Linked DNA regions of Capsicum annuum: region 2 is linked to region 1. The links are chromatin contacts, called in public Hi-C maps. All regions are on one chromosome and are shown on one strand. Each heading gives the region's core, a stretch centred on a gene start, on an enhancer-like site or on the middle of the called end of the contact. The rest is flanking DNA. Distances are from core to core; before and after follow the strand shown. Region 1 holds the start of LOC107849881 (protein NEN4). Region 2 has its middle 58 kb from the start of LOC107849881.

Evidence for each region. Hi-C and Micro-C count contacts between places; a contact is called where the count stands out from the background.
Region 2: a Hi-C map of leaf shows a contact between it and region 1, with 1.9 times the contacts expected there. The contact joins the enhancer-like site here to the promoter of LOC107849881 in region 1. A contact is called at or near these places in 4 of 5 Hi-C or Micro-C datasets (bud, leaf and placenta).

The regions. Positions count from the first base shown.
Region 1 is chr12:65,761,857-65,767,101 of UCD10Xv1.1, reverse strand. LOC107849881 (protein NEN4) reads left to right here and starts at 2,200. Exons shown (of 6, transcript XM_016694413.2): 1 at 2,200-2,706; 2 at 2,778-2,824; 3 at 2,915-2,978; 4 at 3,062-3,139; 5 at 3,254-3,433; 6 at 3,529-3,915. The coding sequence starts at 2,254. The coding sequence ends at 3,618.
Region 2 is chr12:65,820,490-65,825,734 of UCD10Xv1.1, reverse strand. No RefSeq gene overlaps it. Among protein-coding and RNA genes, the nearest start is that of LOC107849881, 58 kb to the right of the region's middle. Within about 2 kb of position 3,039, at least 3 of the 5 cell types and tissues checked have an H3K27ac peak or open chromatin away from gene starts, as enhancers often do. A contact at or near this core is called in leaf, where this site is marked.

The DNA.
Region 1 (5,245 bases), core at 951-3,450:
AAACTTGTGTTATAAACATATTATAACATTTGTATGATTATAAACTTTTAAAACTTGTGATCCTTAACATGTTATACCATATTTGATTTAAAATTTTTTTGATTAAAGATAAAATTAGAAGGGTAAAGTTAATTTATTTTTAATTACCATTCTCTTTTAACAGAAGGTATGTCACAAAACTAGAAAGAGGGAGTATTCTTTATACTTTCTACTAGATATCGATGATCCGTGTCAGCACGAGCCCAATATATATTATTTTTTAATATTAATTTATCTAATACAAATGAATTTTAGATAATCAATAACTGAAATAATTTAAATTTTAAATTATTGTGATTTATAATATTTTTTTTCTATTCTAGTTTAAGTGATTGATATAATTTCAAGAGTCAGCCAAATATTTGATATCTTTTAAATTTTTTAAGTTTTTACTTATGTGATTTATAATATTTTTTACATAATTTTTTAATAAGATGTGAATACTCTCTCCATCCTAGTTTATGTGATAAAATTTTGATAGCCAATTAATTTTTTTGTATATATATTTTTTTTATATTAAGTTATTAATTATTGTGGTTTGCAATACTTTTATCTCATTTTCAAATAATATATGCTACTTTATGTCTTTCTGTCACATCTCAATTTGTATGACACTAATATAATTTTGATATTCAATCAAATTTTTTATGTCGATATATCATTTTGCATTCATTTTACCTTTTTATGAAATATTATTAATTTTTTTAATACTTTGATGACAGTAATAATTAATTATGGGTGATATAATAAAATCACGATGGAAGCAACGAAACAGACATGTCTTAAATGACTTATAATAAGTAATTAGAATCCATAGAACGAAATTACTATACAAAAACACTTGTGAAAAAATTAAGTGGGCCTGATATAAGACGTCAAGTTACTTTAAAACATCGAGAGTTAATTTATCATTTTATGTCTATTTTACTTTTTTTATTAAATATTATTAATTTTTTAATACTTTAGAGGACTTATAATAATTAATTAGGGATGATTTAGTAAAATTACTATTGAAATAGCTGCAACAGACATGTCGTAAATGTCTATTTTATTTTTTATTAAATATTTATTAATTTTCTAATATGTAAATGAATTATAATAATTAATTAGGAGTGGTACAGTAAAATCACAGTTGAAATAGTTGAAGCAGGCAGCACAAACAGACATGTCGACCTCGTGCTTGCTTCAACAGGTTAACTTACTATATCACGATGGAAACACAAAACGGACATAACTTATAATTAACTAATTAGAACTGTTATAGAAAAATTACTATAAAAAATATTTATGAAAAAAATAAATAAATGGGCCTCATATAAGATTTTAAGTTAATTTAAAACATCAAAAGTTAATTTATCATTTTAGTGGCTATTTTATCTTTTCTATTAAATAATATTATTTTTTTAATACTTAAATGACTTATAATAATTAATTAGGGGTGATATAGTAAAGTTACGATTGAAGCAGCTGAAGCAGACATGTCAGAAATGTCTATTTTGCTTATCTTTATTAAATATTATTAATTTTTTAATATGTAAATGACTTATAATAATTAATTAGGGGTGATATAGTAAAATTACACAGTTGAAGCAGGCAGTACAAGCAAGCATGTCGATCTCGTGCTTGGACTGCTTTTAACTCCCGCTTATAAATAAGAGAAAATATCCATGTTTGATTATTAGAAACGTAAGTTGATCATTTTCAAAACTGCTCTTCGTCATATTCTACTAAGATCATATATAGTAGCATACTAGCAAAATAGCCTATAACTAGTGAATTCAATTTTATCTCCAAATAGAAGATGAAGTTAGTATTAGAAAAGTTCTCTTTGAATAATTGATATTGAGAACATTTATATATTTAGATACTTAATTTGGAATATGCAAGTGAATTTTTTGAAATGACAAGGCAATCCAACTAATATCATGTAGACAATACCATTGAGAGAATGTTACCTAACTGGAATTCCCTTAAGAAAGGACATCATCAGATAGAAGCTAAGGACAACTTTGTACAAACACCTAAACTTAGTCTAACTTGAATTACAAGACAATCTACCAATTAATGTCTCTGTTACACATGAAAGAATATTCTTTCATTTTCGTTCAGCATATATATATATAGAGAGAGACAAATGGACCATCATTTCCATCACTTCATCAAATAACAAATTATCTTGCAACTTGTTGAACCTCTAAAGGAAAAGAAAAAAAAATGGAAATCCCTAACATTTCAAGCAACAAAAGGTCATCAGAGATTGTGTTTTTTGACTTGGAAACAAACGTACCATCGAAACCTGGACAGAAGTTTTGGGTGTTGGAATTTGGTGCAATGGTAGTTTGTTCAAGAAAGCTTGTTGAACTTGAGAGCTACTGCACTCTTATTAGACCAGGGGATTTGTCAGTTGTGGGGTTAAAGTCGGGCAGAATTGGTGGGATCACGCGAAAAGAAGTTGCTGATGCACCTTCATTTGAACAAGTTGCAGACAAGATCTTCAGTATTTTGGATGGTAGGATTTGGGCAGGTCATAATATACAGAGATTTGATTGTGTTCGTATTAAAGCTGCTTTCGCTGAAATTGGTCGCCCTACACCTGTGCCTGTTGGAATTATCGATTCTTTAGGTGTTTTGACCCAGAAATTTGGTAAAAGAGCTGGAAACATGAAGGTAGACATGAACATTCACTCAATACAAAGTTTTATTTTGACCGTGGCTTCTTAAATCATTCTTTATTGTAGATGGCTTCATTGGCAGCTTACTTTGATCTCGGAGAGCAAAGGCACAGGTTAGATTAAAAATTTTAAACTTTATGTTTAAAATTCATGATTTTTCATGAAATTGGATCCTAATTTTGATTATTTATCGTTAACGGCAGGAGCTTGGACGATGTTCGGATGAATTTGGAAGTCCTAAAACATTGTGCAACAGTTCTATTTCTTGTATGTCCATATATTTGCTTACTTTGGCATAGCTTTCCATGTTTGATTATATTTTGCTTAATATGATTCTTTTCTAATGTTAGGAATCAAGTCTACCAGATTTGTCAATTGGGAATTGTCAAACCACTTCCAGCATTACTACAAGAAGTAGAAGCCAAGTGGTATGCAAATTGATCAAAATGCACTAGCTTTTGTTGGATCTATTTTGGACTAGCAACAATTTAGTGTTCAAGAAAAGAAAAACTTATTTCTTGGATTTGATATTTTGTTATCAGCAAAATTTTCCAAGTTCTCCGATCGATAATAAGTGGCAGAATAGTCCTTCCTCAATAACAACAAGGAGTAGCAAAGGGAAATCTCCATGCAGAGAAGAAACAAGCCGGAAATCTCCTCCATCGACAAGTGCTATCGGATATCAAAGAGCTGTTCCTTATGCAAGGCAAAGCTTGGGAAAGGTTGAATTTGAATTAACTATTTATTGAAGAAACTTATATATATGCATAATGGTATTCATTTTCTGATTCTTGATCTTGGAATTGGAGATAAATAGGTGACTGCAGGTGTGAGGAATTTGTTATGTAAAGCTCAAAACAAGCCTCTAAATACTTTATTAAAGCATTCGCAGACTCTTTTCCGATGAGTAAGAAGAACTGATTCTTCTCATTTTAAGGAGCAAGACCATTGTCGATAAGTTTGAAAAATTCAAGGCTATGGTGCATACATGGAAGTTATGGAGCAATTTTTTGTCCCCTGGTGGCTGTTTCTGGAAATTAAGCGACTTGGTTGGAAGCTACGAAGATCACATTAAAGTCCCAGCTGCTAACCTTATCATCTAACCAATTTATATTTTACTGATTCTTACATTTTTTTCAGTTGTGGAATTCTGTAAATGTTTGTACATCTCAATGAATAAATTTCAGCTGATATTCTTTGATTCTATCTTTACACTTGTGTTTTCTTCCCCTTATTTTTCTCAGTTAAGTAAATAGTTCAGTTACATTATTTTGGAATAGATCTCTAATAAAATGTGTGTGTTCTCTCTTCGATTGTTAATTCTATAACATGCTGCAACCAGTTAAAAGCTTGTTAATTTGAAGGTGGTACGTAGACTATGAATTCCTAATTCTATCAATTCCATAAATTGAGCAATATTTTTTTCTTTCACAAAAGCGAAAAGGTAGTTTCAGGGCTGTCAAATTAGCTACGGTTCAAATTGGTGTTGCTTTTGACATTCCTGCATACACATGGTGCATGTTCTTTAGGTAAAAGTGAGAGATCTTCATGCAAGAAATTAACAGGGCAAGAATTTTATCCTGGGGAGATTTTGAGAAGAACTAGGTCTAGGAGCAATGTAGAAGCACTCTGTGTTTCTACTGTTGATCTGTTGGAAATCGGGCAGCAGAAGCAAATAGATAGGATCTTTTGCATGTAATATAGATAACTAATATAAACACATAGTTCACGCAAAGGATGCTTAAAAATAATCAGGAATGCCTGTTGAAGCATGAGCACATATCTTGAAGCAAATTCGTCTGCGAATCGGCCTTCTACAGTGATGATACGAGCCAAATGACCATCTTAGCTTTTGATGACATCTTTGGAGGCCAACACATAGAGACTCAAGACTTGGTCACCTCGAGGCACAAGAACATGCATGGAGGACCCGTTTTGAGCATACCATTAAGCAAAGCCGTGTGTGGAAGATTGCTTGGAGGCTTACCTTGATGACTACTCGAGGACTTCAAAGGATTACACATGTTGACGTATGAAGAGGAGTCTCAACACTACTAGGCTGCCCCTTCATTGAAGTCCAAAACACTCCATGGTTGCCCTTCATTAAGGGTATTTTGGGGATTACACATGTCCCTCCAAACACACCATGGTTGCCCCTTCATTAAGGGTGCTTTGGTCATTTTGTTATGTAATAAGTTAGACTATAAATAAACTCTTATTAGCTTTATTTTAGTTAGCTTTTTATGATGAATATTTGAGAAAAATATTCTTGAACTCCATTGGGAGTGTTCCAAGTAGTGTAGGGCTTGAAAAAGTCATTATTGACATTTGCTTAGAAACGGTGGTTGTAAGGCGGAGTTGATCCCCTTAGCGGTCACCGTAAGAAGATTGGTGTTTGATTTTGTGAGTTTAAGAGTTTTATCATTTGATACACGGTTTGGTTATTGATTCTTCATAACTTCTTATGTCATCTTATCTATCCCTTTACTTTATTGCATTCGTGTGTTTGTTTCTCATCTTTTTATTCTCGGTTT
Region 2 (5,245 bases), core at 1,790-4,289, 58 kb before region 1:
ATTTAAAATTAGGGTAAAGTACATAAGGTGGTTCTTTACATATATTTAAGAGTCTTAATTTTTTTAACGGAAGAACTATCTGAAATGAATCAAAAATATCCCTCGTTAGTTTTTTGGCTCAAAAATATTTCTCCGTTAAATATTTAGCTCAAAAATACCCTCTACACAGAATTCCACCAGCATGCCATCTAGATAAAAAAAAGTCACGTGGCCATGCCACGTCACTATTCACGTGTAATTTTATTTTTTAATTAGATGACATTCCTTTCTTCTTTAAGCTCTGCTTTGCTTCAATCAGAATTCCAACTTAACCCAACACCACATCAATATATTCATAACTTCTGTAGAAAAGATTCCAACTTTTATTGAATTTTTAACCCAACAAGAACAAAAAATATATGATCCGTTCATAAATTAGAAAAAAGAATGAAAGGCAGACGATCTGTTGAAATTCCATCATTAAAGGTGATTGCGGTGAAGTATTGCAGTCGATCTGTTGAAGATTCAGCTAAAAAATTTGAGGAAGAAAAGATTCCAACATTCAGAAAAACTTGAGATCCTTCCAATCTCTTCCTGCGATAACTTAAGGGAAATTGTTGCTGCATTTGACTTGCCACTGCCAGGAAGGATGATCATTAGAGGATGCCCAAGTTGCATTTTTTAATACTGATCGGTGGAGAAAGTTTGCGAGTTTCCTACTTAAATTATTACCAATTAACTATCAAAACATACCTCGAAATTGATGAATCAGCTGCCATGTGGACGAAATTTTATGGGCAAATTAAGTTATCACGTGCCTTTTGGCGATTGTATTCAAACACTTGGTCTAGTAAGTTTCGAGGTGTTTTGATGAATAGTCGTGATAGTTCAGGTATGGAACTCCAAAAAACTGATACTTCAAGTTTGTTTTTGACTATTATCTCTAAATTATTTAGAACTTGCTGGTTTGTTCTAGTTAACTTCAGTTAGGCTTTCTTTTCTAATGTTCTTGCACATCTTTTCTTGTAAAAGATTTTGTTTCCTTCCAAAACCAGGCACTGATCCTCATAACAGGATACTGAGTTTTGATATTTCTTTTTGCAGCTGTATTTTTGTAATGCATTGCTATAGATTCGCAGTTAAAGAGTTTTGAATTGTACAAATTAGTGTGCTGATGGACTGTCGAATCCGATATTAAACAATAATAATCTAGACAGAGGTGGTTGTTGCAATTATAACAACTAAGCCTCAAATCCAGGCAAGTTGAAGCCGGCTATGTGAATCCTCACCATCTATGTTGTTTAATTCTGTCTTGATCCAATATGTGTTGAACACTATGTTTCTCCTTTATATATAAGAATTCAATACAATATGAACAACAAATAAATGGTTCTAGGAACTTGTCCCTGAACTATTCAGAATGTACTGTTCCATTCATGTCTCGTCCAAAAGTTTGCTCCTTCCGCTAACCAGACAGTTTGAAACTAACCTTCTGACTAACGCTTGCTCCAATTCTGATAAAAAACACAACTAAAACAGGGGAAATCGACCAATTTTGTCACTGAATAGGACCAGATCAAACTATTACCATTTGTCAATATTTAGATACTGATATTTCTAAATATGAGATAATCAAATAGAGTTATAACTTATTCCTAAAACATGATAAACCTATTAATTTATCATGAAGGTAAAGGCCGGCATGGTAGGCGAGAAATCAGCTTGAAAAATTTTTCTCTTAATTTTGCAGTGCTGTAATTCTGTCTGATGGGCAATGATGATCTTCAACTCTTTATGTTCACACTTTTATTTTTCTTCCTCAAATTTTCGAACTGGATCTTCAACAGATCGACTGCAACACTTCACCGCAATCACCTTTAATGATGGAATTTCAACAGATCGACTGCCTTTCATTCTTTTTTCTAATTTATGAACGGATTATATATTTTTCGTTCTTGTTGGGTTAAGAATTCAACAAAAGTTGGAATCTTTTCTACAGGAAGTTATGAATATATTGATGTGGTGTTGGGTTAAGTTGGAATTCTGAAGGAAGCAAAGCAGAGCTTAAGAAGAAAGGAATGCCATATAATTAAAAAAAAAAATTACACATGGATGATGACGTGACATGGCACGCGGCTTTTTTTTTTTACCTTGGTGGCATGCTGGTGGAATTCTGTTAAGTGGAGGGGTATTTTTGAGCTAAATATTTAACGAAGGAGTATTTTTGAGCCAAAAAACTAATGAGGGGTGTTTTTGATCTATTTCAAATAGTTCAGGATATTTTTGACCCTTTTTCGTTATTTTTATATCTCATCTTTCTCACTTGATCCTAATTTATATATCTCACTTTCATTTTTAGTTAGTTTCCAAAAAGAATGATATATTTTTATATTCTGTATCACTTTAATTTTAAAAACCATTTGCCTCTAAATTATTTGTAGCCAGATAAACATCTTCGACTTATTTTAGACAACAAGTTTTAAAAGTTTTATTTCTTCCTTAACTTCTTGTCAAGTCAAACTTATTCATTTAAATTGAGACGGATGGGTATTATTATTTAACGTGATACACAGGTGCAAAACATGTACACTAACTTAAAAATATTGTTTGAACTTTTTGCCCTCTATTAAAAGTTTTTGTTTTAGAAAAAATCATCTTTTCACTATTTTTCTAACATTTAAGAGTTAAAAATTAATTAAATATATTTATGGTAAAATCTTTTCATATTATAAGTTATTAGAATTAGTGACAACTAAATACTTTTTCTCCTATTTAAGAATTCTAAATCAACTATTAGATTTTAAAAAGATTTAAAAAATCTAGAAATAAATATAAAAGTATTAGAATACAAAAATTTAGGAAGTACCAAAATTTTAAAAGTATATGACTCTTAAAATATTATTAAAAATAGAAAATGGTCAAAAATACTCATGAACTATCTGAAATTGATCAAAAAAACGGAAAAGGGTCAATATATTCAAATTTTTGAGCTGAATCTTCAACAGATCGACTGCAATACTTCACCGCAATCACCTTTAATGATGGAATTTCAACAGATCGACTGCCTTTCATTCTTTGTTCTAATTTATGGACGGATCATGTATTTTTTTGTTCTTATTGGGTTACGAATTCAACAAAAGTTGAAATTTTTTCTACCAGAAGTTAAGAATATATTGATGTGGTTTTGGGTTAAGTTGGAATTCTGATTGAAGCAAAGCAAAGCTTGAAGAAGAAATGAATGTCATATAATTAAAAAAAATATATTATACGTGGATAGTGATGTGCCATGGTCACGTGGCTTCTCTTTTTTTTTTTACCTAGGTGGCATGCTGGTGGAATTCTGTTAAGTGGAGGGATATTTTTGAGCTAAATATTTAACGGAGGGGTATTTTTGAGCCAAAAACTAACGAGGGGTATTTTTAATTAATTTCAAATAGTTCAGGGGCATTTTTTATCCTTTTCCGTAAAAATAATAAATCATTGAGTGTAGCTTATATTATTCTGTACAAAAATGCCAAAAATGTGTAATAGTATTTACAACTAAATTGGAATCACGAAATTAATGTTTATTAGAAGATCTATTTTTAATCAATAGAAAATATATACAAAACAAATAGACTTTTGAAAAATAATAGTTGACCTTTAGTAAGATCATTATTGCTATGACTTTTTTTTTTGGTTAAAAGGATGATTCGTTAATAATAGTAATGTTGCTAGCGTTGTACATTATACAAAAACACCTGGCTGCAGATCTTGTTCCATACTGGAACTACTACTTCTTACATTATGTTTGAAGCTACTAATATTAGTACATTTTGTATTAACAACAGGCACACACTGCCTTCCTGCTTCCTTCCTTCTACCATTCTTTGCTAACTTATCCGCAACCCTATTTAGAAGCCTGAACTCACGGTGCATCGCCGGTTCTCCAACTCCCGAAGAAGATCCCTGCATAGAAGAATGATGTTGTTGTTAGATTCCAAATTATTCTTGCATGCAGATACCAGGTTTTCAGAGTCAGTTGCAATTATCAGAAAATCAAAATGCATGTGTAAGGCCATTTTGAGACCCAAATAGAGTGCCATAGATTCTTCTTTAAGGGGAGATTGGACACTAACTCTAGTGCTGAAACCTACCACCCAGTCAACATTATTATCTCTAAATACTCCCCCCGCCCCACCAGTTCTAGTTACATGATCAAAAGCTCCATCTATGTTCAGTTTTAAACCAACCGTAGGGGGCGTCCAGGAAAGAACATTTTCATGGATTTATTTTTTTGTAGTGGTAGTTAAAAGATAGAATTCCATAGCATTGTTATAGGGCATATCAGTAAGGATAAGCATTATTTAGTTATTAAACAGGTTGTTGTTCTGAGTTAACCAAATATTCCAAAAATAAAACTGGAAGGGTTTATGCCATTCCTGGTATTTACCAAGCCTAATGCCTTTCATTGCCCTACATCGATCAAGCCAATCTTCGAAGTTTGCTGTCTAAGGCGGGCTATAGGGGATGTCATATTAATATTTTCCCAGAATTGTAATGCACTAGTACACTCAAGGAAAATGTGCCTAATAGTTTTGGGCTGCTGGCAATGTTTACAAAGAGGGTTAACTTCAAGGCCTATATGGTTTAGGTACCAACTCGTAGGAAGTCTTTTATGAAAACAAAGCCAGTTAAAGAATTTCAACTTGTTAGGACATTTTATCTTCCAAATCCATTCAAAATGTCGAGTGTCTAGAGGAGTATTGAGGTGGTCAGCAAGCATTCTTTGGTAGACTGCCCCAATGGAGAACTTACCGTTACTAACTACGGAGAAAACTCTTTTATCTCGAATCCTAGGGCTGTCATGAATTACAGACGCTAGAATAGCATCTTTTATATGAGTGGGAAGAGGGTAATCGATGGCTTTGAGATTCCAGTTACCATTTACTATCAGGATGCTCAATGTAACCTTATCCTTATCCTTATCTAAGGGCGTGTGCAGAATACTAGCTAAGGGTTTGTCGAAGGAGGACCAGGTATGAGTCCAGAATCTAATGTTCTTGCCATCACCCAGCTCCTAGGAGGAGTAACTGTCACACACATTCCAACCTTGTTTAGTATTATTCCATATTGTGCTTCCAGGTGTGCTAAGCCAGCGCTTCTCCTCAATCTTTGAACCTTTGGCGTACTTGTGGAGCAGCACAGATGCCCACAAACTATTTGGCTTATTAGAGATCCTCCAAGCCAACTTAGCGTGCATTGATTTATTCCTTATGGAAGCTTT